Regions from separate parts of the Manis pentadactyla genome. Here region 1 is linked to region 2. Evidence: chromatin contacts called from public Hi-C data. All regions are on one chromosome and are shown on one strand. Each heading gives the region's core, a stretch centred on a gene start, on an enhancer-like site or on the middle of the called end of the contact. The rest is flanking DNA. Distances are from core to core; before and after follow the strand shown.

Region 1 (5,259 bases), core at 1,175-3,674, 170 kb after region 2:
CCAGGTGGGGTGCCCACACGGTGACCCTGCTACAGCCAGGTGGGGGTGGGGCGGCTGCCAGAGGAAGCCAGGAGGCAGGCGGGGAGAGGCCCCTTCAGCCCTCTTTGGGAAGCAGCATCAGGACAATGCTTACACAGCACCTAGTGTGAGCCAGGCCTTGGGCCATGCACTTCTCACTCTGTATCCTCACAGCAATTCTAGGAGGTCACCACTATCAGTATTCCCATTATGCAGAGGAGGAAACTGAGGCCCAGAGAAGTTAAGTGATTTGCCCACAGCCACACAGCCAGGGGCTGGTGGAGGTGAATGTGAACCAGGCATCCCTGCTTATAGCATCCTCTCTCTGAACCATTCCCCAGTCCTGCCCCACAGCTACTTAGCATCCCCAACCCTGCTCCACTGCCCCTCCCAGGCCAGGCACCTTAGGGGTAGATATGTAGCCACGTATCCCTGGCTGGGGGTCTGGTTCGTCTGCTCCCACCAAGGGACACTGAGAGTCCTCAGAGGCCAGGAACTCTGTGTGTCCTGTCTACTACTGCAGCCTCAGCACTGAGCACAATGTCCAAAATTCAGCCACCGATGGTCAAGCATTCTCCATAGGCTAGGCATTGCTTCAGACGGGGATTCAGGGAGGGAACACAGAGAGATTCCTGCCTGTGTGCGGCCCATATGCTAGTGGGGGAGGCAGACAACAAAACTGCCGGGATAAACAAGGTAAGGACAGAGCACAGGGCTGGGGAAAACACAAGAAGTGAGATAAAGTGTCTGAGGGCAGTGAGTGCTGGGGTGGTCCTGGTGGGGCTGTGGTGAGTGACATGTGAGTGAGGGGGGCAGGGTGGAGAAAGGATTCCAGGCAGAGAGAACAGGAAGGTCAGAGACCTGGAGGGAAGCATAAGCCTACAGAGTTGAAGAATAGCAAATAGGCCAGTGTGGGTGGCCCCCCCACCCCTGGGTAGGGATGGGAAGAGCAGTAGGAAATGAGGTGGGAGTGACCAGGGACCATGATGAGAGTGTGGGGTCTTAAGTACAGAGAACACCCAACTTTGTACCAAGGTGCCACCTAAAAACAGCCTCCCCAGCCAGAGGCCCATCAGACTCACTTGGCCTCTAGACCACCCACAAACACCCCACTCCCATACACCCATGGGAACCTCTCCTCCCACATCACACCCTTCCTTGAAGGCCAAAGAGACAATTTGTTCCTCCCAAGGAGTGGCCCAGCCTTGTCAGGAACAGACTTTCAACAATCTACAATGTGGTGACCAGGGGGGCAGGACCTCTGGAATCATTCAGACCCAGCTCCCAATCTGCTTCTGTCACTTAGCAGAAGCTCTCTGAGCCTCACTTTTCCTATCTGTAAAATGGGTCTATCTAGTACCCACTTCACAAGATCGTGATATAACAAGGCCAGGCATGCAGGGTGCTGAGCGCAGCATTAGCCCTCATTAAATATTAACCAACATTAGGATTGTTGAGAAGCAGGAGAGTGTAGTATGACTCTAGGCCCAAAATTCGAGTGCGAATCCCCATCCTACAACTTACTCATTAGGTGACCCTGGGCAAATCACTTAACCTCTGATAACAGCACCACCCCCATAAAGTTGTGGTGAGGATTAAATATATGTAAAGCATTTATACTAGGGCCTGGCACATGGTAAGTGATTTATGAGTGTTGGCTATTATTTTCATTATTTGTGGGAGGGGGCTCCCGCTTTCCTCCACCAAGAAGCAAGCACCTTTGATCTCTCTCTTGGCCTCCCCTGTTCCTCCTCCCCAGCAATCTATCCTACTTGGGTTTTAACTTCTGACACTCAGGAACTTCGTATCAGCCGGCAGAGTCTGACCTCTGCCCCTTCGGGCACGCCCAACCTTTGATTCCATAAGATGCCCCCCAACCTAAATCTCATTCATCTGCTCCGCTGGTTATTACCCTGACCCTCCAACCCGCCACCCCTACGGTTGTGCCCTCTGCCCCTCACAGAGGTACTCTCCCGTCAAATTATTTTGACCCCCTTTTTTGACGATCGCTCCGACCCCTCAAACGCGCCTCCACTTCAAATTTCGAACTTTGCGCTCCCCTTCGCCACGCCCCTTTGGCTAGTTTGACCTTTGACCTCCCCTCCCCTTCCCCACAGCACTGACCCCCGATCCCTCGGACGCGACCCTTCCAGGAGTGAACTTTGACCTCAGCGGCCCCGCCCCCTACTTGTGTAAACCTCCCACCGCCATCGCTCGGCCCACCACAATTCCCTGGCCCGACCGCTTTTCTACCGGTTCGGCACTGCCGTCGCTCGCGGCCTAGCTGCTCCACCCGGAACTCCGCGCCCTCACGCTGTCCTTAGCTCTCTTGCGCCGCCACCACCGCGGCCACTGCCGCCGCCATGTTAAATCCCCAACGAACATCCGGGGCTTTACCCCCCCCTCGCCGCCCACCAGTCTCCATAGCAACGGGGCTGATCGGGCGGGGGCAGGGCCCACCCAGGGGCGGAGCTGGGCTCTTGGCAGCGCCCGCTGAAGTCGCTGATTGGTGCAGATTGTCCAATCAGAGGCCCTCGGGCTGAAAATGCCAAGCAGGGATTGGAAAATTTGGAAAGGGTGCGGGAAGGCTGGCTCCAGGCCCACTCGGGTTCCTTTTTTTTTTTTTTTTCCGGTCCTTCTAGAAACCCACTCGGGTTCTTAAAGGGGAAATGGCTATTGTAACACCCATTCCCACTTTACACCAAAAGAAGTTATTGGGTGGAAGGCAGTAAAGGAGAATAATGGCCAGAAACACTTCTTAAGCACTTACTCTGGCCCATAGTGCTTCACTTGTTCGTCTCCGTGAATATTCACCACAACGCTGTTGTATTATTAATACCCATTTTACAGATAAAGAAACAGGCTCAAAGCGGATGCGAACTAGCCGTCTCAGGTAATGAGTTCTGAATGACAGTCTGCGCCCGGTAACATGACCTAGAAGAGATACACCATTGGATCTTAACCGTTTTTACACTTTTTAAAGTTAATCATTTGTCAAAAAAAATTCGGGGTGAAAAAAAGAACCCATAAATTAAACTCGGATGTCTTCTATGATTTTACTCACTGAGCTCCAGCCACCTTGCTCGTCCAGGAAATACCAGGTGCTCTCCCACCTTAAGGTCTTCGCACTGGCTGTTCCTTCTGTCTGGAATAGACTCTATCCACAGGTATCTTCATGGCCCCCTCCCTCCCCTACTAAAGGGTTTTACTCAAATGCCACCTTATCAGTGAAATTACTTCTGCCCACTCTAAAGCAGCAAACATTCCTCTCATGTGCTACTAAACCCCCCACCTTGTCTGCTTTTCTCATTTTCTGTTGCTCTAATTACCTTCTAACATACTCAATAATTAACTAATTGTTCTTATTGTTTTTGATTTTCTCCCCTACTGGAATATAAGCTCCATGGAAGCATGGAGTTTTGTTTTGTTCACTGTACAAGCCCAGTGCCCTGGTACTATAAACATGTGTTGAATGGTTAGTCGAATGAGTCCTAATTCCACTCCCTCAGAGATACTCTTACATGTTTAGTACATGTCCCCCTCCCCCAGCACCAGTGTCTAGCACATAGTAGGCATTTAATTAATATCTGCAGAATAAATGAATGAATGATTGTACAATGAATCATTTTTTCCATACATTTTACCTACCTTTAAAAAAAAATACAGAATGGGAACCACGTATTTATAGAGAATTTTGTCTTTTTAATACAAGATTATAAATATCACCAGTATCTTTCCATGTCATTAAGCATTCTTTGAGAACATTCGTTTTAATGGTGCAATAAAATGCCATACTATCAATGAACTAATTTGTTTAATCACTCTTTCTTGTTGAATATCTAAGCAGTGATAAATATTTTGCTTTTATAAATAATTTCACCCCCCAAAAAATCCAAGCAGCTAAATATTTGTGCACAACTCTAATTATTTCCTTTGAAGAGATTACCACAGGCGGAATGGCTGGGTCAAAAGAAATGCACATCTTTCAGATTTAATAATAGTAACAGTTTCCATGCTTGGAACATTTCTATGCACCATGCATGGTGCTAAGCCCTGTAATTTTAACAACAGGGACTGTGATTATACTTGCTTCACAGAGGAGGAAACTTGAGACTTAGAAAAGTAACTCCATTTGCTCAAAGTCTCACACACGCTAATGGGGCAGAGCCAGGGCTCAGCGCTAGCCTTGAAACCTAAGCAGGCTCTCGCTAGCTGCTCTCTGCTGCCTCCCCATGGCCTGGGATGCATACTGCCAGGTTGTGTTACAGGGATCCGATTTACCCTCCCACCAGCATTCGGAGGAAATATGTCCTTTAAATAGTATCCTCGCCAGCATTAGACATTCTTGTTTTTGTGCTCTTTTGAAATCTTCATGCCTTCCAGAGTCCCCGGTTTTTAAAAGAAGCAAGTCTAGTAGCTGAGATGATGGCACTTTATCCAGGTCACGATGATGGGAGGAGGGCTAGGAACAGCTTTTGCCTCTTTAATGCCCTGCACAAACAGTAGGGCATTATTAGGCTCCAGAACCCATGCCTGGGGAAGCCTCCTTATAACTAGTTAGGGATCTCAGTCAGCGATCAGACCCCTGGGACAAGCCAGTGGCAGACCTGTTCCAGGGACTTCCTCGAGTTGGACAATCAGGCCCTCCTACTCTGGGATCTGGATGAGGAAATCAGCCCGGAAAGAACCTCCTACAGAGGCTTCCTGGAGGAGGTGGTGAGGAGGTGAACCCCAATGGATGAAAACAGGAGAGGAGGGTGAGGAAGATTTGGCCTTGTAAAAATGGTACACTTCAGTGCATCAAGAAAAAAGGCAAATGGCAATATACAGTTGGCAAGCAAAGCTTTCTGTCTTTCCTATGTAGAGTATTTACAAATCAATAAGGTGAACATACAACAGAAAAATAGGCAAAGACATGAACAAAAAAAAATTGATAATACAGACTGTCTCATGAATAAGAAAAAGTGGAAGTGGCAAACAAGAAATGAATGAAATGGATACTAAGCTATTAAACAAATCCCTCACTCCCCTTCTTTTTGGCCTCTCAGAAAAATATTTTTTTAATACTATAATCACTGCTGATGAAAATCAAGGTAACAGCCACTCAGACCCTACTTTTAGGGTTGTTATCTGGCTTTTGGCAATATCTTCAAGAGCCTTAATGCTGTCCACACTTTGATACAGCAATTCTATCTCTAGGAATTGTTCTTAAAGAAAAACAAAGACAGACAAAGGTGTATA
Region 2 (5,368 bases), core at 2,782-5,281:
ACACACTCCATTCTGCTCACCCCTTTCACCCTTCTCCCCAGTCAGGACAAGCCCTTTGCATGAGAGATTCAGTATAGAGTCACTCTACACAGCACGAATAGAGAATTTCCCCTGCTTTCACTTTCCTGGGAGAAGGGTGCTAGGCTGAGCTGTTCTCCTCTCTGACACCCTGGTGTCACGCCTCCATCTCTTCACCAGGCACATCTCTACTCTTCCCTGTGATCCCGATCCCAGCCTCAATCCTTGATGGCTAGAGGTGGAGAGGAAGAGGGCTGGGGATAGGAGAGGGCTTTCAGTTAAGAGGTCAAGCAACTCCCCGCTTCAGAGTATATAGAGCCATAAGACTTGCTCAAAGTCATGCAGTTACATGATCAAATTAACAGTAGCTAACCCTCTGATTGAGAGCTTCCTATATGCCAGGTACTTCCACAAGCACTTTACAGGTATTAACTCTAATACACTATCCCATGAAAAAGTTACTACTATTATCCCTAATTTACAGATGAAGAAACTGAGGCACGGAAGCCAAAAATAGTTGCTGGAAGCCCCTAGACTAAAAGTTAGAACTTTAGCCCAAGGATATCTTGCAGTCAATGGCCACTCCTTCTCTTAGGCAGGGGTTTAGGGAACCAGCTTCTGCTCTTCCCCCTCTCCCCCATTCCCCCTTTTTTCTGCCCTTCCCCATAGTTGAACTTCTTGCTATATCCAGGCTCATGTTTGTAAACAATCCAATCAGAAAGAGGCATGTTCAAGGAGTTGCCCAATCAGGAGCAGGGAGTTTGGAAAGTAGGGACCATTCAGAGAGGGTGACGATGAAGGGCAGCCCAATGCAAAGCAGGTTTGGCTAGAGGGATTGTGGAGGGACCAATCAGAGAGCCAGAACAGAATACACTATCCAATGAAGAGTCAGCACACCGGGGCATGGCTTTAGGTTTAGGGGCCACTCCTTCAAGAGGTGGTACAAACTAGAGGCCACTTCCCCTCTTTCCGCCAACCTCCGCTCTAGACTCCCACAGACCAGGCTCCCTAGTTTTTGAATTCAGGTCCTAGGCTTTCCCTGGGACACTTCTCCCTGCTCACCTTGAATATAAAAAGGGCTTATGCTGAAAGGCAGAGACTGGAGTTTAGGACATAGCTGAGAATGGAGGAACCAAACTAGGCATGAGGGGCCAGTGCCTAGGCTGCAAACAGGATGATCTTGGGGTGGCGCCTAAAGTGGAGTGGTGGGGGCGATGGACCTAAGCTTGAGGGGCACTGCTTAGATCAGATAGGGCTGAGGTTTTGGCTTTGAGACAGTGTTAGTGACAAAGGGTGGGGCCTAGGCTTAGGGGCGGGGCCTGATGGAAGAATGAGATTGGTGTGAGTCTCTGTTAGAAGGTGTAGGGCAGGAATTAGGGTGTGAGGAAACAATTGCATTATCTACCTGCTGCTCTCCTTTACAGGCCAGCTCATATTCCCTGACTTCATGGGGCATTCTCCAGCTGCTGGGGTATACCCCTTCTGTTCTAGTGTCCCAGGCTGGGAGATCATGTTTCTTCCTTCGTGTGACTCCTGCAGTAAGTCTGGAATGGGCCTAGCTCCCCAGCCCTCTCCTAAGAAGCATTCAAGAACACATGTTTACTGAGCACCTACAGGGTGCCAATAGCTCTTCTGGACACTGGAGAAAATTGGTGCCCATGCCACTCCTCTCAGGAGGCTTGCATTTTAATGACCAAACAACAAGCAATAACAAAGAGGTCAACAATAAATAATAAACAAGTAAACAAGATTGTTAACAAGAACGACAAGTGCTATGAGGGAAATAAAATGAGGTGATGTCACAGAAATGCTGGGACCTGTTGGGGCTATTCTTTTGTTGTTGTTGTTGCCTCCTTAGTTTCTAGAAGAGTCCTGCTTCCCCTCCCCTGCCCCACAACATTTATTATGAAAAATTTCAAACAGTCAAGTTGAAACAATTTTACAGTGAACATCCATCTGTGCACCACAGGGCCAGATGTGCTCTGTGAGTGGAGCTGTCTCTGCTTGGGCTCAGGTCCTTTGTTTCTCCATCTCTGTGTATCTCTGTATAACTTACATTCAAGGTGAGCAGGGAGAAGTGTCCCAGGGAAGTCCTAGGACCTGAATTCAAAAACTAGGGAACCTGGTCTGTGGGAGCCTAGAGAGGAAGTTAGCAGAAAGAGGGTTGGTGGTCCCTAGTTTGTACCATCTCTTGAAGGAGTGGCCCCCAAACCTAAAGAAACAAAACGCCTGAGCCCAAGCAGATACAGCCTCACTCACAGAGCACATTTTATTGCTATTTTTCTTCTCCTTTCTCCTCCCCTGTCCACTCCTGTCCATCCCAGACCTGCCCTTACCTTGTCTCCCTTCATCTCCACCTTGTTCTGCCATTTACTATCTGTGTGACCTTAGGCAAGTGACAAAACCTCTCTGTGGCTCAATTTTCCCCATCTGTAAGACAGGGATACAGATGGGATCACCTCATCTGGCTCCTGTGAAGGGTGAATGCAGTTGGATTCGTGAAGCCCTTACAACGATCTGTGGCACATAGTAGTGCTCCACTTTCGCTGTTGTTGTTAGTATTTTCCCACCTATGTCCTCCCAGCCCTGGATCTCCATGCGCCAGCTGGGAGCACGAAGACCAGGGTGAAGGGTAGGGATGGTACTTGGGTGGTGGTGGTGATGATGGTGGAATCTGGAGACTTGTGGGATTCTGAGTGTCCCCAGGCATCTAATGGTTGCAAATGGGGTCAAGTTTTACTAGTGGGAGGCTCTGCAGGGGTTATTTTGATCTAGGGGACAGGGCAGGCTTTGCAGCTAGGAAGAATTTAGGGAAAGGGCTTGAGGGAGAATCTTGATACAGTGGGATCCAAAATGGGAAGGGTTGGGGCTGCCAGGGACCTACAGAACTGCAACAAGAGAGATTTGGAGGGGTGGTCTTGCTGGGTTTGGGGGACTGGTGTTTCAGAACTAGGTAGAAAGTGGCCTGAGATACTCAGTGTGATCTGGGGGAGGGGCCAGGGGGTCAGCTATTGGGTAGGAGTTGAGCAATGAAGGAGGCTAAACAAGGAAGAAACAAGGAATCCTGGGCTCCACGGAGGTCACGGGGGGGGGGGGGGGGAAGGGTCCAAGAGAGAGAATAGGAACAGGGAGGAGGCAGGGAAAGAATCTGGGGCAAATCAAGGGCTCTGAAAACCAAGAGGTGCCTTGAAAGGAGGGATGGTCAGGGGTATAACGGGGGGTACTGGGGAAAGTTTAGAGTCTCCTAAGGGAATAAGAGACTTTTTTGGGGGCCCCCTAGAAGTTAGACATGGCCTGGAATCCCTACTTGGAGTCAGGGAATGGTTTGAGGTCCTAGAGGGTGGAAGAACATGCCTGCTGGGGGTTGGGGGTGGGGTGCCCAAGAAGCAGTAGGGTATGGTTTGTGATCCTGGGTGGCTGTCAAAAATGGTCTGGGCCCCCAAAGGGAGTAAGGCATGATCTGGGGACTCCCTGCATGCTGACATATAGTCTGGGACCTCTGAATGTTGGAGTATGGTCTAGAGTCCCTGAAGGATGGGGTGTGGTCCTGGAGTCCACCTGAATGTTGGGGTATAATATAGGGTTCCCGGTGGGGATGCTCTGAATCTTCTTGGACGCGGGGTTATGATCTGGACTCCCCTGGGAGTTGATGACATGATTTGGGGTCCCTCATGGGGTGTGGTGGAGGGTCTGAGGTCATCAAGGAGAATAGGACATGATTTGTGGTCCTGGGTGGCTGTAGAACATGGTCAGGGTCCTCAAAGGATCTAAGACAAGGTCTGAAGTCCCCCTGGGTATTGGGACTTCACCCGAGGTCTCCATTGGGAGATTCGGGGTCCCCAAGCCAGTCGGGGCGTGGTCTGGGGGTCTCTGGGGAAGCCGGTGGGGCTGGAGGTGGGGCTTGGGAGGGGACGGGGGCGGGCCCGCGGCTCCGCAGTGAGAGGGGTCTGCGGCGAGCTCGGGGCAGGGGTCTAGGTGTGCGGCCGCCCCGCCCGCCCACTCCGGCCGGCGCCCCCTCCCCCCTTGCGGCGGTGGCGGCGGCGGGACTCGGGCGGCGGGCGGTGCGGAGGGCGGAGCTCGGCGGCGGCTCGGGAGGGAGGGCGGGAGGCGGGAGGGAGGCGGCCCCGCAGCACCGCGCCCCCTCCCCCGGCCCTCCCCCCACCATGGCGCGGAGCGAGGCGGCGGCGGCGGCGGGGCCGGGCCCGGGGCCCCCCCTCCTGGGCTGGGTGAGCGCGGCCCGCAGCGGCCCGGGAGGCGGCGGGCGGGGGCGCCGGTGTGAGCGTGCGAGCGAGTGAGTGTGTGTCCGCGGCGTTGCGGCGGGCCCGGCGTGCGCTCGCGCGGCCCTGTGTGTGTGCCCGGCGCCGGCGTGTGCGGCGCCCTGCTTGTGTGGCCATCCGGGTGTGCGCTGGGTGTTGAGCCGAGGTGCGGTGTCCGGCCGCGCGTGTGTGTCCCCCGAGTGGCCGCCCCTCCGGCTGTGTGTCTGGGGGGCTGTCGCGCGCCCATCGGAGAGGCTGTGTGCAGGTGTGTGTGCGTGGGTTGTGTGCCCAGGTGTGGGTACCCCCCGGCGAGTGTGTGCGCGCGGCGAGCTGTGTTGGGTGTTTGTGTCCAGGGTGGATGTCCATCCGAGGGTCTGTGTAGCCGGGTGTGCCCGTTCGGGTGTCCATTTGTGTGTGTGTGTGTGTGTGTGTGTGTGTGTGTGTGTGTGTGTGTCTGCGGGTTGTATGTCTCCGAGGGTGTGTGTCTGTGCGTCCACATCAGGTTCCTGGCTGGCGGCTGGGTCTCCGCGCCTTGTGGGTCCAGGCCTCTGTGTGGGTTTGATGGGGGGCAGTTTGCCGTTCCTTCGGTCCATGTCAACTGGGGGGGTCCTCAGCGGTCCTTGTGGGAGACGGCCATGTCTTCCCCTTCCCGGTGACTGGGAGGGGGGATGGGAGGCCGGTAGGTGGACAGATGGAGGGATGCAAAGCCGAGGGATGGACAGATGGGCCCCGAGGGGAGAGGCGCAGACCCGGCCCTTCCCCACCCACCCCACCCAACCCCAATCCCCCAACCTGCCAGATCTCTGCAGATGGGGCCAGAGTTGCCTGCATACAGATGGCCAGGCTGGGGTACCTTTGGGCTGCTGGTGGGAGGATCTGTTTGGACCTGTGCTCTAGGACTAGGCTCCCAACCCTCTGAGATTTGACCCGCTCAACTCTGACCTCTGGCCTTGGCTTGTGCCTTGGTTGGGGTTGTGGGGGATGTTCTGAGAAGGAGGGATGTTAGGATTTCTTTGGCCTGGGAAGTAGGTGGGGTGGGAGACCTTAGGGCTGGGAGGTATGTTGTGTGCATGACTGTGAGTATGAATCTCTGC

What was found. Hi-C and Micro-C count contacts between places; a contact is called where the count stands out from the background.
Region 1: a contact with region 2 is called in a Hi-C map of skin fibroblasts, with 5 times the contacts expected there. The contact joins the promoter of PAK4 here to the promoter of LRFN1 in region 2. A contact is called at or near these places in 3 of 3 Hi-C or Micro-C datasets (blood, fibroblasts and skin fibroblasts).

What each region holds. Positions count from the first base shown.
Region 1 is chr15:13,084,939-13,090,197 of mManPen7.hap1, forward strand. PAK4 (p21 (RAC1) activated kinase 4) reads right to left here and starts at 2,425. Exons shown (of 10, transcript XM_036894711.2): 1 at 2,272-2,425.
Region 2 is chr15:12,915,747-12,921,114 of mManPen7.hap1, forward strand. It overlaps LRFN1 (leucine rich repeat and fibronectin type III domain containing 1), which reads left to right and starts at 4,032. Exons shown (of 4, transcript XM_036894706.2): 1 at 4,032-4,244.